Regions from separate parts of the Mus musculus genome. Here all the other regions are linked to region 1. The links are chromatin contacts, called in public promoter capture Hi-C maps. All regions are on one chromosome and are shown on one strand. Each heading gives the region's core, a stretch centred on a gene start, on an enhancer-like site or on the middle of the called end of the contact. The rest is flanking DNA. Distances are from core to core; before and after follow the strand shown.

The links. Promoter capture Hi-C pulls out the DNA fragments that hold promoters and counts their contacts. Capture Hi-C pulls out chosen DNA fragments and counts their contacts.
Region 2: a promoter capture Hi-C map of hippocampal neurons shows a contact between it and region 1, with 2.1 times the contacts expected there. The contact joins the enhancer-like site here to the promoter of Mindy2 in region 1. A contact is called at or near these places in 9 of 39 promoter capture datasets (3T3-L1-derived adipocytes, HPC-7-derived erythroid cells, embryonic stem cells and 6 more), 6 of 115 datasets of contacts at active chromatin or transcription factors (bone marrow-derived macrophages, embryonic stem cells, extraembryonic endoderm stem cells and 3 more) and 3 of 9 other capture datasets (adipose tissue, liver and pancreatic islet).
Region 3: a promoter capture Hi-C map of adipose tissue shows a contact between it and region 1. The contact joins the promoter of Rnf111 here to the promoter of Mindy2 in region 1. A contact is called at or near these places in 6 of 39 promoter capture datasets (the 3T3-L1 cell line, the C10 cell line, erythroid cells and 3 more), 8 of 484 Hi-C or Micro-C datasets (CD4 T cells, CD8 T cells, embryonic stem cells and 3 more), 6 of 115 datasets of contacts at active chromatin or transcription factors (the 230-238 cell line, the HPC-7 cell line, effector CD8 T cells and 3 more) and 3 of 9 other capture datasets (adipose tissue, liver and pancreatic islet).
Region 4: a promoter capture Hi-C map of hippocampal neurons shows a contact between it and region 1, with 2.8 times the contacts expected there. The contact joins the enhancer-like site here to the promoter of Mindy2 in region 1. A contact is called at or near these places in 13 of 39 promoter capture datasets (the 3T3-L1 cell line, the C10 cell line, HPC-7-derived erythroid cells and 7 more), 1 of 484 Hi-C or Micro-C datasets (bone marrow-derived macrophages), 4 of 115 datasets of contacts at active chromatin or transcription factors (bone marrow-derived macrophages, embryonic stem cells, extraembryonic endoderm stem cells and 1 more) and 5 of 9 other capture datasets (adipose tissue, embryonic stem cells, liver and 2 more).

What each region holds. Positions count from the first base shown.
Region 1 is chr9:70,654,665-70,659,073 of GRCm38.p6, forward strand. It overlaps Mindy2 (MINDY lysine 48 deubiquitinase 2), which reads right to left and starts at 2,510. Exons shown (of 9, transcript NM_172772.2): 1 at 1,609-2,510. The coding sequence starts at 2,382. Gm31872 (a long non-coding RNA gene) reads left to right here and starts at 3,007. Exons shown (of 3, transcript XR_379591.4): 1 at 3,007-3,548.
Region 2 is chr9:70,814,323-70,818,854 of GRCm38.p6, forward strand. It overlaps Lipc (lipase, hepatic), which reads right to left. Exons shown (of 9, transcript NM_008280.2): 4 at 4,527-4,532; 5 at 2,208-2,441. Among named protein-coding and RNA genes, the nearest start is that of Gm32017, 98 kb to the right of the region's middle. Within about 2 kb of position 3,264, at least 50 of the 459 cell types and tissues checked have an H3K27ac peak or open chromatin away from gene starts, as enhancers often do. A contact at or near this core is called in embryonic stem cells, extraembryonic endoderm stem cells and hippocampal neurons, where this site is marked.
Region 3 is chr9:70,501,118-70,506,067 of GRCm38.p6, forward strand. Rnf111 (ring finger 111) reads right to left here and starts at 2,658. Exons shown (of 15, transcript NM_033604.3): 1 at 2,342-2,658; 2 at 1,823-1,885.
Region 4 is chr9:70,876,612-70,881,199 of GRCm38.p6, forward strand. The region is part of intron 1 of Lipc (lipase, hepatic); the gene reads right to left. Among named protein-coding and RNA genes, the nearest start is that of Gm32017, 35 kb to the right of the region's middle. Within about 2 kb of position 1,775, at least 19 of the 459 cell types and tissues checked have an H3K27ac peak or open chromatin away from gene starts, as enhancers often do. A contact at or near this core is called in hippocampal neurons, where this site is marked.

The sequences.
Region 1 (4,409 bases), core at 1,260-3,759:
CCATTCCATGGGCTGCAGGCTTGGACTAAATAAAAAGGAGGAATCAAACTGAGCAGTCGTCTCTCTGCTCCCTGACTATGAATGCAATGTGACCAGTGGTCTCAAGTGCCAGCTTCCATGGCTTCCCCGACTAATGGTCTGTACCCTCAAACTGTGAGCGAAAATAAACCCTACCTTAAGTTGCTTTTGTCAGGTATTTTGTTACAGCACTGAGAAAAGTAACTATGCCAGAAAACTGGTACTCAGGAATGGAGCCTTTGCAATGATAAACCTGACAATGTAACTCTTAGACATCTTGAACTGGTTTGTGGGAAGAATGTGGAAAAGTTTGGAACTCTCTGCTAGAAAAGCCCTCGAATGCTTTAAGCAGAGGTTAATCAAAATAATCTTCCAACTCATTAGCATGCATGCTTACTTCTTAACAGACTAATCCAGATGACTGGAACCCAGATGATTCCATCAGGAGCCCCGGATACCCAACTTAGTGCTGCAAGATTTGGTGTTGGAATCTCTCCCTCACTATCCATCATAGTTCTTCATAACTGGTTAGCATAATTCAAACTATTCTTCTTCTAGGGAGCATTTTAACTATAAGTGGAATCATCAATTTGAAAACAGGTGCTGAGATGCATCCTCTCAAAACCCAGATACTGCAAGCTTAAATATGACACTATATTCTGAGGCCTCAATACACTTGCCCTTCCCTTCCTGTTCTCCAAGACCTTAGATTTATCATTCCTTATTTTAGTTGTTAATAGTTTTAGCTTCCTTAACAAACATTCTAATGTACAGTTACTAGTAAAAATGCCAAACCTTTGAAGTAGAGTCAAAGAAACAAGGAAAGTAAAAACAAAAACAAAAAATCATACACAAGATGAAAATACTGTCTTTGGAAACAAGTAATTTATGGTAAGTAGGCTCAGACCAATGCTTTTCCTTAAATGGAATTTGTCTAAAAAGTTGTATCTTTCCCATCACTGTTCTTTCATGCATCCACACCACAGTGGGACAAACAGCCTTTTCCAGAAAACACGCAGATAAAATCATTAAAACTTACTCCATAATATAAGATTGATAGTAACTGAAGATCAATCACTGTTTCCAATTTTCACTGTTTTGCATATGTAATAATGTCAGTAAGGAATAATATAGGCAAATATAGCTAAAAATACTCAGAAGATGTAAGTGCAGGGTGCTCTGGATTCTGCTTGTTTATAGGTAAACCATCAGTTACAACCTTTAACCGAATGTTGAATTTTTAATACAAAAAAGACCTTAAGTTGGGGGCAATTCTTCCTGACATGTTGCCACATGAATAATCTTTCAATAAAGAAATCCTGGAATTAATTTCATGTAATAAGAGACTGTTAGATATAGGGGTGCATGTCTGTAAACCTAGCACTCTAGAGGCTGTAGCATTAAGATCTTAAACTGTTCGAGGACAGTTTAAGCTACACAGACAAACCTTGTCTCAAAAAAAAAAAAAAAAAAAAAGGAGGAGTCTGATGAATGGAAGGAAGCCATCAGCTGACAAACAGCAGTTTCCTCACCCCATTTTGCCCCTCCCCACCCCACAAGCTGTAGGAAGTAGAAAGCTGCAGAGTGTACCTTCCAGGCGAGAAGCAAAACATTGAGGATGGCCAGCAAAGGGCAGGGTCCATTCTCATTCTGGGTGATGATGGGCGTGTTCTCCTCTTTCCACTGGATCCATTTGATGTGATACACCGACTGTCCGGGAAAGCGTTCTTTGGAGGCCGCTAGCACCTGAGCCGGGTCCTCCTCCTCCTCTTTGCATAGAGGTGCAGCCCTGGGCGGCCCCGCCGCGCCCTCCTCCACGTCCTCGGGGACCCTGGTCTCTGCTCCCTCCTCACTATTGAACTCAGAGCTACTGGGGAAAGAATGCAGGTTGGAGAAAGACTCCAGGGAGTCCAAGCTGGGCGAGTCCCCAGGGGGGCTCGGCTCGCTGCAGCTGCTGCTCGGGGCGCCGGTGCTGCTGGGCTCTTCCGCCGCCTGCTCCACCCTGCAGGTGCCCGTGTCGCCCACTGGCCCCGACCCTCGGCCCGCCGCGGCCTCGGCCAGCTCCGGGGAGGCGGTCACCTTGTGCTGCCCTCTTGAAGGCACCTCCGAGGCGGCAGGGCTCGACGACGCGCCGTCCTTCAAGTCCGAGCCCGCGCCGCATCCGAGCTGCGAGGGGGACGTCGGGTCCCCGAGGCTGCTCCGCGCTGCCGCCGCCGCCGCCCCCTGCCCGCCGCTGTCCACCGCGCGTCCAGCGGGACCATCCTCAGCCTCGCGCCCGCCGCGCCGTCGCCCTTCCGGCGGCGACACTCGCCCGGCCGCCACCCCTAGTTCCAGAGGCTGTGGGCTGTCAGGGCTGTTCTCCATCCCCGGCCGCCCGCCCCTGGTCCTATAGACACCGCGGCCGGCTCTCCTCAGCAAGCGCCTCCGACGCCATGACAGCCGCTCTGTAGCAGCTCCAGCGCCCTAGCGCGGCCTCGGCCAGGCACGTCACCGTAGAGGGCGGCGGGAGCGCGCGCGCGTGCCCCCGCCCGCCCGCTCGGAGCGTGCCTCCGCGTGACTGCGCTCGTTGAAGCGCCCGGACCCACTCGGGGAGCGCTTCTCCCCCGAGGCCACGCCCCTCCCGCGCGTTCAGGCTAGGGAAGGCAGAGCGAGGCCAGGGGCGTGGCTGAGGGCGTGGTCAGGGGCGCGGCTCGGAGAGCCGCAGCGCCACTAGGAAAATAATCTTGTGTGTGCTGCCGGAAGTTGAACTCCGGGGCATCCCCGCTGCGCGCGGTTACTTTAAAGGCAGTGGCTGAGGCTTGTAGGGAGTGTGGTCTACTTTGGGCTTGAGCCTGGTGGACCCCGAAAGTGGTAGTAGCATTGGAAGACAGCCATTCCCTGAAGGCCTCGGGAGAGCTGGCTTTTTCTTTTCTTTTTTTTTTTTTTTAGCTTTTAATGTTGAGAATTGGAAGCATTTCTTAGGAAATGCAAATTTGAAAGGCGAGTTCTGTTGGAGGCTTTTGGAAGACTGCGCAGTACAGGGACAACTCTCCCTGGGTTTTGGCTGAGAATCGCTGCGCTCCCAACCAGCTACTGGTTTGCCTTGCCGGAGGTTCAATGAGGTTGTGGATATTGGCCTACGCCCCAGGCGAGAGGGTAAATTTGGTCCAATAATAATAAATCAGTTTGCGTTTGAAGCAAGCCAAGTCTTTGCGGTTCTGTTCACTTGGCTTCTCTTTGCACAGAGTGGGAAGCTTCTGCTTCCCGAAAAAATGACTTTTAAAATTAGAATTGACTTCTCATCAGGGCTTGACATCTGCATAGAGGATGGACAGAGTTGCCTGCAACTTTTTTTTTCTATTTATTTACTTACTTATTTATTGGCAAGAGTGGATATAGATCATCTAACCTGCTCTGGAAAAGTGGGGTGTTTTTTTTTTTTTTTTTTTGGTTTTTTTGTTTTTTGGTTTTTTGTTTTTTTTGTTTTTTTTTTTTTTCCTGGACCCTTCCCTCTTCAAAGTTGTCTGAGAATATAAAAATGAACAAGACAGGTGGGTCTTCCTTTAGTATCAGGTATACAAATATATGGTGCATCATGGATTGTTACACTTCTGTCCTGCTACTGGTTAGAAAAGTAGACAAATTAATGCATTATTTTGCTCATTCATGTGTTAGCACCAAGCATGTTACTGAATACTGTGTTTCACACTAAAAATATCACTATTATCTTCTCAGAAATGATGATCTCTTTCTCGGCACTCTCTTCGACTTCTCCCTCTTTCTTCCCACCTCCAACTCTCTCCTCCCTTCCTTTCTTTTCTTCCCCCCCCTTTCCTTTTTTTTTTTTTTTTTTTTTTTTTTTTTTTTTTTTTAGGGCTGGGGCTCAATTCATGTATGACAAACACTCTACAGAGCCCTCTACTACTTTGCTTATCTTATTTCACTTTTGTTTTTTGAGACAGAGTCTCAATTTGTAGCCCTGGCTGGCTCTGCCTCTCTTCCAATTTGAGAGTCTCACCCTGTGTCTTAGACTAACTGACCTGGAATTCACAGCAATCCTCTTGTACTTTTTCTCCCACTCCAATTTTGAGATTATAGATGTGAACGCTGTGTTTTTAAGACTGGAAGTTATCTTCCTTTCTTTCTTTCTTTCTTTCTTTCTTTCTTTCTTTCTTTCTTTCTTCCTTCCTTCCTTCCTTCCTTCCTTCCTTCCTTTCTTTCTTTCTTTCTTTCTTTCTTTCTTTCTTTCTTCCTCCCTTTCTTTCTCTCTCTCTCTCTCTCTCTCTCTCTCTCTCTCTCTCTTTCTTTCTTTCTTTCTTTCTTTCTTTCTTTCTTTCTTTCTTTCTTTCAATTGAGGTTGGGTCTCACTATGTAGTGTAGCTAGCCTGAAAGTTGTTATGTAGGCCAGGCTG
Region 2 (4,532 bases), core at 2,014-4,513, 160 kb after region 1:
CTGGAACCCAGGTTTTTCTGTGCAGGCACCCTGCCTGTGAAGCTATAGACCCTTCCTCCCATCATGCAATTTGACCTTTTATAATATCTAATCATCTGCAGCCAATTATTTTAAAGGAATGTCAGGGAACTACCAGACACAATAACACCTAAAGCAAAGGTCAGGCACAGGTCATCTCGCCTGGACCAATTAATTCCCTCAGTGTTTTATCTCTGTCACCAGCAGCTCTGCTTTTGGAGTACCTGTTAGGAGCACACTGCTTGCTGTCCACTCAATCACTCATGTCTCCCCAGCAGTGCCTGGACCCCGCTGCTCTAGCAAAGGAGAAAACAGCCTCAGAGACATTCACAGGCTCTGAAGCATGCTCTGGGGTGGGGGTAGGGGATGATGGTGAAGAGCTGCTATCAAGCTGCCTTCTGTACAGGTGTGGAGGGGGAATGCCCTAGAATGAGAGCATCTTAAACAAAGGAGTGAGGGACTCCAGAGTTCCTCCTTACCCCCTGTTAGGCAAGCAGGGTGCAAACAAGTAGTTATGCCACTTTAAGTTTAGCTTAAAGAGAAAATCGCAGTGACTGGCTAACGGGTGTTTATCAGGCAAGTGGCGACCAAGCATCTTAGGACTGAGCTTTGCAAGGAGGGGATGTAGCTCTGAGAAAGAGTGGGTGAATTGACTGAGATCTGCTGCTGACTGGAGGGGTGGTGACCCCCTGGGAGGATGGAAAGGGAGGTAAGAGGAAAGTCCCAGAAGGCTCTGGGATTTGGCAGAAGGCTGGGAGCCCGGCCAACTGGAGGTGGTGAGGCAGTGAGGTGTATGAAGGTCTTTCTGATACTGAGGAGGTGAGGAGAGGGATGGAATCCGCAAGGTGTGCTCAGCCTGCATTTGGATGGTGGCAATGGGAAGCTCGAATGTGAAGTTGAGGTCCCCCAGTGTCATAGAGTGACCTGCTCTCATCAGGTGACATCTAACATGGCAAATCTGGAATGCAAGTAGTTTGCAAGTGCCTGGAAGGTTTGGTGACTGTTGGCTGGCCTGTTTTTTTTATTTTGTTTTGTTTTTTGTTGTTGTTGTTGTTGTTTTGTTTTTCAAGACAGGGTTTCTCTGTGTAGCCCTGGCTGTTCTGGAACTCACTTTGTAGACCAGGCTGACCTCAAACTCAGAAATCTGCCTGCCTCTGCCTCCCAAGTGCTGGGATTAAAGGCGTGTGCCACCATGCCCGGCTGGCTGGCCAGTTCTTTAATCCCCTTTTAACACTACTTATAACATTGATATACATTGTCAATGTGCATGTCGATGGATCTGCAGCTGAAAGTTGCATGGGACAGTCTCAGTCATGCCATGTGGGATCAGCTGACCAGCCTTCTGGCCAGAGGGAAGAGTGAGAATCTTGGTGCAGACACCAAAGCTTAGGCTGGGGACACAGGTCAGTCAGTAAAGGGATTGGCACACAAGCACAAGGACTTGAGTTCAAATCCCAGAACTCGTGTACAAGAGCCAAGTATAGTAGTATGCTTGTATCCACATACTGGGGAGGCAGAAGCAGGTAGATTCTTGGGCCAGACACTGACATCGCCAGAGTAGTGAGAACTAATTCATTGAGACACCATGTTTCAAAAGAAAACAAAACAAAACAAAACAAAAACCCAAACAAACCCAAAACAAAAACAAGATGGAGGCTGTCTCTTGGTTTCAGTATTTATCTCCACACATATGCCATCTAAACATACATGTACTCACATAGACACACAGACACACACATAGACACAGATACACACACACACACACACACACACACACACACACACACACACGCATGTGCAAGCACGCACACATGAAATGCTAAGGTATATTACATATACCCTCCTGTGGCTCTGAAGAGTGAAAGCCCCTAAAGGTGGAAAGTTCTAGAAAGGAGAGAACAACAGATAGAGCTAGGACAGCTCTCACAAGGGCTAGTGCCCCTGGAAGAGCTTCCTGGGTCACTCGGTGCTCCCCCCACCCCCCCCCCGCCCTCTGAGACCCTCTGAACTGCCATGGGGGAGCAGCTGTCTGGGAACCATCAGCTCTCCAAAAGGCCTTTGACAGCCCGCATCTGGGCCTCTAGCCTTGCTGTGTGAGCACGCATATGAGCTGTATGAGGATCTCCTGGAGGCCCCAGGAGAGTGTGAGGAATAGGCTGAGGCTCCGGGCTGTGATTTTCCCTTCTTACCGTTTAAGCCATGCTCTGCAATGTGTTTGTAGAGTTCCAGGAAGTGGCAGCCAGGCTGGAAGGAGCCCCCATTGGGGTAGAAGTCATAGTGGGCAATGGGCTGCTTGATGCCCACACTCAAGCCCATGTGCTCCCTGGTAAAGGTATGAATGGCGTCCACAAAATTGGCATCATCAGGAGAAAGGCGCTCGTTGGGGGACGTTCCCTCAAACATAGGGCCCGCAGGGTCCAGCCCTGAGAGGGAAATGCAAGCCGGGTTAAGTTAGTGGTGGGGGGAGGGCAGAAGGCTCTCCTCTGAGCTCTTTGATCCTTTCACCTTTCTGAGCTAGAAGGAAGAAGGTGCTTGGAGCTTCTCTAGAACTTCTTCCTGCAACCGCCCTTTGGTGTAAAGCCATGGTAATTCATGGCTCTGAAAGTTACCCAGGTCAGGCATTGTTCTAAGGGGAAAGAGCTTTGCAGAGAGGATCAGAACGAACAGTGAGGTTATGAGTGAATGCTTGATTTATTTAAGCAAATCAATTTTAAGTGCCTCCCCTGGTAGTTTCCACAGCATCTGTTTGCATAAAAAGCAGCAGCCCACGGCGCTCGTTCTGTGCAGTTCTGACTTGGGTGAAGTAAGAATTTGTTTGCCTGTGTGTTGTCAGTAGTCTCGAACAAGCTGGCTTCCTACGCTCATGTCATCCTATAGAACGTCCAGAACAAAACCTTAGGAAGGGGTGGAAATGTGGCCGTGTAGGGCCTTTGCAAGCTCAGCCTCCAAGTGACAGACATGCTCCCAGGAACAAGCCGGATTCTGGCTGACTGCTTGGGGGAGGGTTTTATGTATGCACCCTGGGCTCTCCTCATGACTTGTCTGAAGGGACCTTTGGTGGCAGGCCTCAGTCCAGGGCTACCATCTTTGCTGTAGGCAAGGAAGGAACTGTCAGTGAGCAGCAGTGAGGTCACCTGCTGTCCAGCCCACCTGCAGCCAGTGGTGAGATCCACTATTCTTTAGGCTAACAGCAGCAAGATGACTCCAGAGTAAGGAGCCTCCTGCTGTCTCCTGTGTGGGTGGCCTGATTACTCTGCTGGGATGTAACAATGCCAGCTGGAATGGGGAGGGCCAGGGCGAGGCCTGATAATGGCTCACTTTGTGAGATCCTTTGTTTTGTTTTTCCATTGTGTGTGTGTGTGTGTGTGTGTAGTGAGCATGATTATATGTGTGTAGGTACTGCTGTGTGTGTCTGTGTGTGTAGTGAGCATGATTATATGTGTGTAGGTACTACTGTGTGTGTATGTGCATGTTTACATGTGTGTGGGCACCCTTGTGTGTGTGTGGTGAGCATGATTACATGTGTGTGGGTACTGCTGTGTGTGTGCATGTTTACATGTGTATGGGCACCCTTGTGTGTGCTTTGTGTATGTGTGTGTGTGTGTGTGTGGTGAGCATCATTACATGTTTGTAATCATGAAAGGTGAAATGTATGTGTCTGTGAATGTTTACATGTGTGTAGGCACCCTTGTGTAAGTGTGTGTGTGTGTGGTGAGCATGATTATATGTGTGCAGGTACTGCTGTGTGTGTGTGCATGTTTACATGTGTATGGGCACCCTTGTGTGTGCTTTGTGTGTGTGTGTGTGTGGTGAGCATGATTACATGTGTGTAGGTACTGCTGTGTGTGTGCTTGTTTACGTGTGTGTGTGTGTGTGTGTGTGTGTGTGTGTGTGCACATGACACCTGGAGATTGATGTCTGGAATCATCCTTGATTGTTCTTTGACTGTATTCAGTGAGGGTCTCCCAAAAAGCCCAGAGCTTACAGGAATTACAGGTGGGATACCGTACCCCTTGACCTTGATGCACATTGTTAGCATCTGGGGATCCTAACAAATTCTGGTCCCCAAGTTTGCTCAGCAAGCAATATCCCCACTTTGTGGGATTCTGACCTCTCTAGCAATGCCTTCTTGGTGAGGCATTTATGCACACTGGAGTTAGGAGTGTCAAGCTAGAGATAGAACTGAAGGCTAGCCTGGGCTACAGGAGATGAAGTCTCAAAAACAAGAACATAAATAAAAACAACAAAAACAGAAAAAAGTTTCTTATTAAAAAGTGTAATTAGAATCTTCTCTTGGAACCATGTGGAACAGCTAGGAGAAGGGTCAGAGCGCAGAGCTGTCCTTTGTTCTGCGCTCTCATGGGATAGCAGCAATTGCTGACAGAAGGCGTGTTAGGGAGTGCTCAGTGTTACCCCTCAGCGATCAGGACCACAAGCATAGTGAGCAGGTGCGTGCTCCCTGCTTCCCGCAGCCCTGGAGCTTGTGTAGGGTTATCCATCAGTCATACCTGTGA
Region 3 (4,950 bases), core at 1,408-3,907, 150 kb before region 1:
GCCACCACTGCCCGGCTAATCATGACATCTTTAAGACTTTTAAGCTATGAATGTTTTGATACAATGAATTTTCTATTTCATATTTTCAACTTAAAAAAAAAAACTGTACTCAGATGCACCTGCTCAAAAACTTACTGCTCTTTAGCTTTATGCAAATAAACTGCTGTTCTCTTAGAATATCAGTAGAAACATGTCTCAATTTCTTACAAATATGAAACACCAAAACAAAACTTGCTGAATATAACCCCAGCTAGCACACATTCTTCATTAAGCCTAATTATTTTTATTATAGCTTTTTTCAACTATAAACTCGAGACCCAAGTACAATGACAGAAACCTGCAGTCCCAGCTCCTTTGGAGGCTGAGGCAGAAAGATTTCTGAGTATAGGAGCTAAAGACTGACTATTTCTAGTGAACCATCTGGGATACAAGTGACCAATATACAGAGAACAAAGGGGAAAGATGACAAAAGAAAACACACATACATGACACCCAACCCTGATTATTAAGAAAAAAACTACTAGAGACAGGCGAATTTCTGAGTTCGAGGCCAGCCTGGTCTACAGAGTGAGTTCTAGGACAACCAGGGCTATACAGAGAAACCCTGTCTCGAAAACAAACAAACAAACAAACAAAAATTATTCTTGCTAATTTTCCCCACTATCATTCACCCAACTCACAAATGCCCTCAGTAATTTTTTCAGATACTACTGAGACTCTGAGGTAACAAGCAAGCAGGATACAATGAAATAATTTGTCCATGGTTACACCCTAAGAAAGTAGCAAAAGTAATATATATTTTGGGGGTGGGTATTTAAAATAGGATCTCTCTACATAGTATGGGCTGTTGTAGAACTCACTATATACACCAAGCTAGGCTCTGCCTCCCAAATGTTAGGATTAAAGGCAACTCGAGCCATCACACACTCAGCACTCCTGCTACAAAAGTAATTTAAAGCTAAATTGTTTCTCTTCAAAATAGAAGAGCTTCCTTAAAACCTATGTCACAATGTAACACAATATTACAATGACCAGTTTCTACTAAACCTTTTTACTAAAATAAAAACAAAACAAAAAATCACTTAGTTACAAACTATCAAAATATAAATCCAGACCTGGAAAAATGGTTTGTTGTCAAGAGTGCTTACTATGCTGGCTGAGGACCCAATCGGGACTCAGCACCTATACAGGGCAGTGCAAAACCTCCTTTAACTACCACTCCAGAGTACTAGGTCCTCTTCCGGCCTCAGAGGCACCTGCACTCACATGTACAGACCCCACACACTGGTATATACGCACATGAAGGTTTTGGGGTTTGTTTGGGTTCTTTAACGTAGACTCAAAAGCTAAGTAAAATCAGAATTCTTGAAAGGACATCTGTATTAAGTCACGTGAGAGCTATTGCAAAGACAAATGGTAAAGATATGAGGAACCTCTGTTCATCTTTTTTTTGATTTTGCTCTCTTTGGTTAAAGAGGTCCCCAAAACAAGAAAATTAAAGATAAAAGTGCCAAATGGAACTAAGTTTGGATCAAGTCAGGTTCAAGAGCTGTCAGAACTCTGACAATGAGGTCTCTGTCAGCTGGCTCACTCACTGCTACTCAGGAGTTCTAAACTCATTCTGTACATAAATCAAGGAACAGGAAAGCTCTCAACAATACAATGGAGTCACCCCAGACATGAGCAAATTAAGTGAAGGCGCTAGCTACAACTTCCTGGTTTTTTGGTTTTTGGTTGTTGTTTTTTTTGGACGCTAAAAAGTCACACTTTTTTTTTAAAATTATCTATAAAGCTCTATAATCTAAGAAGTGTGGTGACAAACCTCTATTTCTCCAGAACAAAAACCGATATTTCCACCGCACCACTGCTGACTCCGATCAATTATCTAGGCAGGATAAAGAAAACATCTTTTTTTAATGACTAACCAGCCAACTCCACACAATATCAGACGCGCCTGTCTTCTGCTCCGCGGACTGCGCGTGCCCGCCCGCACCGGGCGGCTCCCGGCTCCAGCCGGGGTTACCTTCCTCACTCCATTGTCACCCCCACTCCTCGGCCCTGAGCCCCAGTCCCGCTGGCGAGCGGCGGCCCCGGGGCGCAATCCCCTCACCCACCCCCTCCCAAGAGGCCGTGGGTGTGTCCGCGGGCGGACTCTTGCCCGGACACAATGAGCCACTCCGCGCCGTCCGGGACCCGCGGTCATTCCCCTGTCGCCGACCCGGGCCGGCCGCCGCGGCCCTTCCTCTTTCTCCCTCCTGCTCGGCCCCTCCCCCGCCGCGCGCAAGCGCCACCGCGCCGCTCCCCTCCCCCGCACCCCCCCCCCTTCCGCCGGCGCCCTCACCCGAGTCCGCAGGCCCCGTGCGGCCAGGTCCCGGACTCGCTGGCGCGGGGCTGGGGAACAGCGCTCGGCCGGGTGAGGCTGAGGCGGGCCGGGCGGCTCTCCTCAGGAGGGCGTCTGTCAACACCGCCGCCGCGGAGCGTGAGGCTGAGCCTGGCTCGGCTGGACCCGGCTCCGAGCACCCGATCGCGGCCCACGCGCGCTCGCGACCCTGAACGGCCGGCGTGCCTTACGCCGCGCAGCACCAGCGCCCCGCCACCATCGCCGTCGCCGCCGCCGCAGCCTGGGCCGGCCCTCCCCGACTGCGCGAGCGCGACACCGGGGCCCTTTTACGACAGTTCGGAAAGCGAGCGCTCCGGACCCTCACGCCCTCTCACAGCAGTATGTCTGCGCATGTGCGGGCCAGGGACCGCCCCCCTGCGTCCCAGTCCTTCCTCTTTGCACTGGCTTAGGCGAACTGTTGGCCCAGTGGGACTAAGTTAAAAATAAGGTGGTTGGGTTCACTTTCTTCCGTGATTTCGGGCTCAACAGTGCTTCAGCATAATTCCGCCTACGTACTGGTTGCTTTTTCTCAAACTAAAAATTATTCCAGCTTACTGATTGCACTAGTCGCGCCTTTAAATAAAAAAACAAAAAAACACGGGTTAGTGTCTTTCTCAGCAGATGATACCCAAAACAGAGATCTCATCTCACTGGTGAAGTGAATTTTCAAAATCATTTCAAATGTATTATTAGGTAGCCTGGGAGCTATACAATCGCAGATGACTTCTTAATTGCCTCACAAAACCCAGAAGATTGCAGTTTTTATTGTGTGCCCTAGAAGGATGTAAGGACAGAGAGTGGGCTCTGCAGTCAATCAGACAGATTTCCGGTCAGAAAGCAAAGTGAGGGTGCCCAAGCTGACTTATTAACACCTTTATAAATCTCAGTTTCCTCTTCTATAAAACATGATAGCCTTATATGCTTCAAAATGATCTTGTGAGGTCAAATATGACGACTTAAAGTACCTTATATTACCAATTAAGTATTTAACAAGCATTAATAACCTCCTTCTACATCAGCTCGTCGATAATATTCACTCATGTTCTCCATATTTAGTGAAGGTGATTTTTTGGCTTGGTTTGGTTTGGTTTTGGTTTTTCGAGACAGAGTTTCTCTGTGTAGCCCTGGCTGTCTTGGAACTCACTCCAGAGACTCAGAGATCCACCTGACTCTGCCTCCCAAGAACTGGGAGTATTTTTAAATTTTAAAAGAAGAAGAAATGGAAAACATTGGATTTGGATTTCCTCAGCCTCCCTAGTTGCTGCCCTCTACAAGTAGAATTCTATCGGGACTATCAAAGCCCAGGACTTTTTTGTTTTGTTTTGTTTTGTTTTGTTTTGTTTCCGGGCTTGGTTAGGTTTGGTTTTTTTCGAGACAGGGTTTTTCTGTATTGCCCCGGCTTTCCTGGAACTCACTCTGTAGACCAGGCTGGCCTCGAATTCAGAAATCTGCCTGCCTCTGCCTCTGCTTCTGGGACTAAAGATGTGTGCTTCTTGGGTTGGGGACTTTAGGTTAGAGGCAAGACTTGTCTGTTCTGATCAGGTAGAGTTTTTGAAGTGTCTAATGTTTACCCAAAGGCTTGAACTTAGTTGGTTGTTGAGTGTGTTAATCTAAAACTAAGTAGACCACTGGGCTAATGATGGAGATTCGGATTCATTAACTTACATTTCTGACAGTTGAAGCAAGCATTTTGGTAAGGTCAACCAGAGTAGAAATGAGAGGAAATAGATATGTGGAATGTTTGTTATTTAAAGAGCTGAAGTGAAAGGAAATTCTAGGAGGAGTTGAATGTGTTAGAGAGGGAGGGAGGGAAGGAGGAAGGAAGAGAAATTGAGTCAAGATATATAGGTAGTAAAAAATTAGGAGGAAATTTAGCAATAAAGAGTATGATCATGGATTCATGAAATGCTGTTGGTTGAGCAATAGAAAGATCTGTAAACTTGACCAGCTTCATAGATTATCTTGACATAGAGAACAGAGTTTCTCTATGAAGTTGGTTTTGACACTCGGGTATTGTTTGACATAATCAAAAGATGATTTTGGTTGTCACAACTGGGGAAATGTTGCTGACATCTTGTAAGAGGTACTAAGCACCAAGCCATGGGCAGGACACCACCCACAACAAAGAGTCATCTGGGCTGTGAAGTCAATATCTCAGCTGAAAAGTCCCAATGTAGAAAGTATTGCACACTAGTTACACCAGAGCTAATACTATTTTGTTAAATTGGTAATGAATGAAAAAGAGACAAGTCTAGCAGGATACCTAGTCAGAAAGAAAAAGGAAGAAAGAAAGAAAGAAAGAAACAAAGAAACAAAGAAACAAAGAAACAAAGAGAAAAAGAAAAGAGTAAGGATTTAAATCCTTTTGATATGTTGAAGGGAAAAGGGTCAGAAAAATGAAGAGGTAAATGATAATAGATCCAATAATCCCTGGAGAACAATGGTTGGTCAGATGAATAAAATTGGCCATTGTACTGAAAAGAAATGATTGGACAAATATAATTAGGTTTACTTGCCTAAGGGGGTCAAACCTTTGACTTCTCTTTGAAATACAAGATTGTGCCATTTAC
Region 4 (4,588 bases), core at 525-3,024, 220 kb after region 1:
TTCCCAATAATTACAAACAGTTGAGTTTTGGACCACAGGGATAATAGTTTTGAGAAGTGAAACTTTTTGGAGCTCAAATTCTGTTATGTAGGTGAATGTCTTTTCAGGTTATTTGAATAGTCAGTTCTGTATGGCCATGTGATTGAAGGCCAAAAGAGAAACATAGCTATTATCTCTATTGCTTACTAGGCCTTTAGCCCCTCAAGAGTTTTGTCAAGTATCCAGAAAGACCAGAGTATCAGAAATGAAAGATTAAGACTAAGTTTCCTTCTCAAACGGTAGAACCTGGACTCCTAAATCTCACCCCTTTCTCACTGAGATGTAAGAGGGAGCGTGTCCCTAGGTTGTTAGAAGACTTGGGGTACTTGCTCCTGGACACATTCCCTCCATGCAGACAAGAGGGCTATAAAAAAGCAGCAACTTACTCTCCATTTTCTATAACCCTGGGTACTGGAATCCAAGAAGTGGTCTAGAATGCCTTCACTCCTACACATCTTCTTCTCCCAAGGCCAGTCCTTCTGTGCTAGAGGTCGCAAGCTGTGGCTTTGTTCCTCTGACATTTCAGGGGATGGGGCATGTAGTGGAGGTGACAGTCCCCACAAGCCCAGGCAAAGATAGGCAAGACCCAAGCTCAGGACTAAGTGCTATATAACAAAATAACACTAAAAATGAGGACATTCCTACAAGTTTGCTGAGCCAGGGTGGACATGAGGGACTATTCTAAATACCCAGCCTGGCACCTAGCACTTGCAAGGACATTAATAGATAGCTGGTGGCTGAATGACAGTGTCCTGGCTAGCATTGACTGTCAACCAGACATAGCCTAGTGTCACCTAAAGAAAGCAAGAGTCTCAACTGAGTGTCTTTATCTGGTCAGTCTGTGAATATTTCTGTGAGGGGTTATCACAGTTGTCTTAAAGGTCCAACCCTCTGACAACACCATTCCTTGGCATAAGAGCTGGACTGCACAAGAAAGCTAAGCATTACTCCAAGAGTGAGCCTGTAAGTAGCATTTCTCCATGGTTCCTGCCTCTCAGGTTCTGCCTTGAGTTCTTGTGATGACTTCTATCAATAATGGGTTATGGTCTAGAAATGCAAGCCAAGTAAACTTTTTCCTTTTGGTCAGAATGTTTTTTTTTTTAATCACACCAACAGAGAGGAGAGCAAGACATGTAACTGAGGTGCACACATTTATGTAATTCCGCACCAGCCCCAGTGTGATTCCTGACCTCTAAGAACCATTCTATTTCTGCGTAGGAAAGATCATTAGAGATTGACTGGCCTAAGTTCCTCACCTTATATCTTCAAGGAAACTGAGGCCAGAGTTGAGCAGAGACCAGCCCTAGGCCACGTAGCTGCTGGTAGCAGGAATTCATGGTAGACACGGGATTGCTACTAACCCCATTTGTACCTCAGCTGAATGCCCTTAAAATAGTTGTGATAAGCTTAATGTGTTAGAGGTACTAAAGGAGGGGTGGGGGGAAGATCCAGCAAAACCTGCTAATTGCCTATTTATTTCAGTCCCAGCTCTTGAGAAAGCTGCTTCTGACGGATGGCATGAGCTCTCCAAATGTTATAATTAGACAGCTTGTTTGGGCCAGAACCTTCCAGAGCAAGACCATCAGATAGAAAATAATACGTCTGATAAGCAAGAACCAAAGAGACAGTCAGCTTTCAACAACGAGCCTTCTGGAAGCTACTTAATAAGGGACCGTCTTTAGCTCCAGAAAGCTGGTGGAATGCCCAGATGGGCTACACAGCTTCCAGTGCCAAAGTAACACCATTGCCAGCACTAAAATACCAGATTGCTCTACTGAGCACTTACTGTGTACCAGCACGCCACCCAGGCACACCATTTCTTCATTTAACCCTCACATTGTGTCTTCAGGGACAGAGATTATCCTGGATCACATATGAGGACCAAACATTTGCAAGATTAGCTTGTTAGTTTCCAAGCTGCATATCTAGGACTTGAACTCAGTGTCTAGGACCATGTGTGCCATTCACGAAGATTGAAACTTGAGTTCTGCCATCAGAGTTACTTTGAACATCCAACGCACATCAAGCTAGTGTCTGTTTCAGTTGAGCACCAGCTAAAGCTTTCTCTCTAGCTTCAAGGATTGTGTTGTATAGAAAGTAAGTGTCTTCCTACACCAGACACACTCAGCTCACCCCCTCCTCCTGTCACTTGAATAGTAATCTATCTCACATCTGGACTTGCTTGTCAATCACCTATACTTGAATTCTCTGAAGCAAAATGTATCTGTGGAGGGATCATTACATCCTCCTCCAAGCTACTGTGGGCAGATCAAACCAACAAGAAAGCAAACAGCTGCTGCCATGAGCCATGGTTCTTCTGGTCTCAGGTCATGAGCATTGCATGTGGGCTTCTTGGCATGGTGCCCTCTATCTGCCTGGCTTCCTCTTCCTGGCCCAGAGGCCATCTCCTACCACTCAGTTGGAGTCTATGCTCATATTACACAACCACAGCACACCTGGCCTGGGCCAGACAAAGTACCCAGGCACAGGGCCTCAACTGGAGGAGTCACATCTATATTAACAAAAGGAGAGAAATGTACAGGGAAGCTGGGACCCTTGCTGAACTTTCAGCAGGTGGAAACAACTCATGGGCCTAACTAGGGTGAATAACCATTCTGCTGTGTCTGGGGCTGCCCTGATTTGGCAGCCAAAGTCCCACAAAGCAGAGGATATTTCAGTTGCAAGCAAAGCAGGAGAGTCATCTACACCCAGCCTGAGAATGGGGGGATGCTCTTGTCAGACAAGTCCTGAGATGGGGGATCTTTCTAAAAAAGTCTAAGGGAGATGGAGGAAGATCTGGGCAGAATCTTGGGTACAAACAGCAGGGAGGGGAATGGAGAAAGAAGAGGGTTTGTGTGAGGTTGCTGTAGGAGAAGAAGTAAAATGGACTCAATAAGGAACCCGAGTCAGGTAGTTTGTGCTATGGATTTTCTAGCTTCTCGGAAGAAACTGCAACCCTGCATGTCAGATGTTGGGAGATGTTTCATTAGATAAATCCCAGAGATGAACTAAGGTGTATTAGGTATCTGCAGATGGGCTGATGTCCTACCTGTCCACATCTGGACCCTGGCTGATGTCTGTGCACACAAAATGCATGCTCCTAACACATGTGGTAGGTGACGTCAATGTCTCAAGAAGAGATCTCAGGGACACACTCATTTTTACTCGGATGCCCCTGAGAAGAAGCAATGAAACATCTGGGGCCCTCCCACTCACTTCTGGATGACTGGGTTATCTCAGGAACTTCTCAGATCTGTAAGATGAGGGAGGACATGCATTTTTTTTCCTTTTTTTCAGAAATGTTGTGAGGTCCCAATAAGAAAATTGACAAAAGAAGTTCTTGGCTTGCTACCGGCTCATGCATGTGTCTGCATAAAGAGACTGCTGGCCAGAGATTATTGCTTGAAGGAGGCCTTTTTGTGAAGAGGAATAAGGGCTGTTAGAAGTATCATGGTGGATGAGGGCATGGGATCCTGTAGGAATGTCTGAGGTAGGGCAGAGATGACTACTATATGTGCCTATGGGATAGACCCTTTCTTCTCATTCTACCTTACTAACCATCCCCCTCTCTTTACCCCTGAGTACCTAGACTTTTCAGGGCCATCCCTGATGTCTCCCTCTCTTCTCTCAGCATGGTTGGTCACCATCACACGCTGGTGCTTTGTGCCAGCTTTCTCTTGAGTTCACATTTATCCACCATGGCTCTACCCATGGGTGCTACAACTCCTCTCTGGATTCTGCTCCCCACTGGTCTGCTCAATCGAATCCATACCACTAACCCGGAAGACTGAAAGTAATTAAAAGCTGGTATTACCCTTTCCAGCCCAACCAGTGGAGCAGATTCCTTGCATTGTTGGGAAATCCAACCATAAAGTAGCCCTGCTCATGGTAGAGCTGTTTTCCTCCTTCTTTGCCTTTCTATCACAGGAGACTTGCTCAGGTCCCAGAACACATCTCACTCCTTCCCCTCCCAGAACTACAGCTTGCAACCTCCTTCCTCCCTGGTTAGTTGAGTTAACTCCTGTTTGTCATCCATATTTTCCCGTGAACACCACTTCCTTGGTATATTCCAAAGCCCCAGACTACCTATCTATCCTGTGGCAGGAGATAGGCTTGAATTAGAAGTCTTGCAATTTGGGATAGTGTTGTCCAATGGCAAGAGCATGTGCCTGGAGCTGAAGTGCTTGGGTTCAATGTCTGGAGCCCTCGGTGACTTGCCGCTGAGCTGTCAGCAAGTTACTCCCAGATCTGTGCCTCAGTCTCTCCACTAATGCCAGAGGGAAAAAACAGTATCCATCTAAGATGATGGGTGTGAGAACTAAGTGGATTAATAGGGCAAGGTCCTCACTGACACCACTGGTGACCCCTAGTAAGTACTATATGAGCATTGTTCCGCGCCAGGTATGGCATCTATTCTGCTACATTTAATCATTTTTTTTTTTTTTGGTATGTGATCCATAATGTGGAGGCCAGAGGTAGACACCAGGTACATTTCTCAGTCACTCCCCACTTTAATTTTTGAGACAAGGTCTCTTACTGAACACAGTGA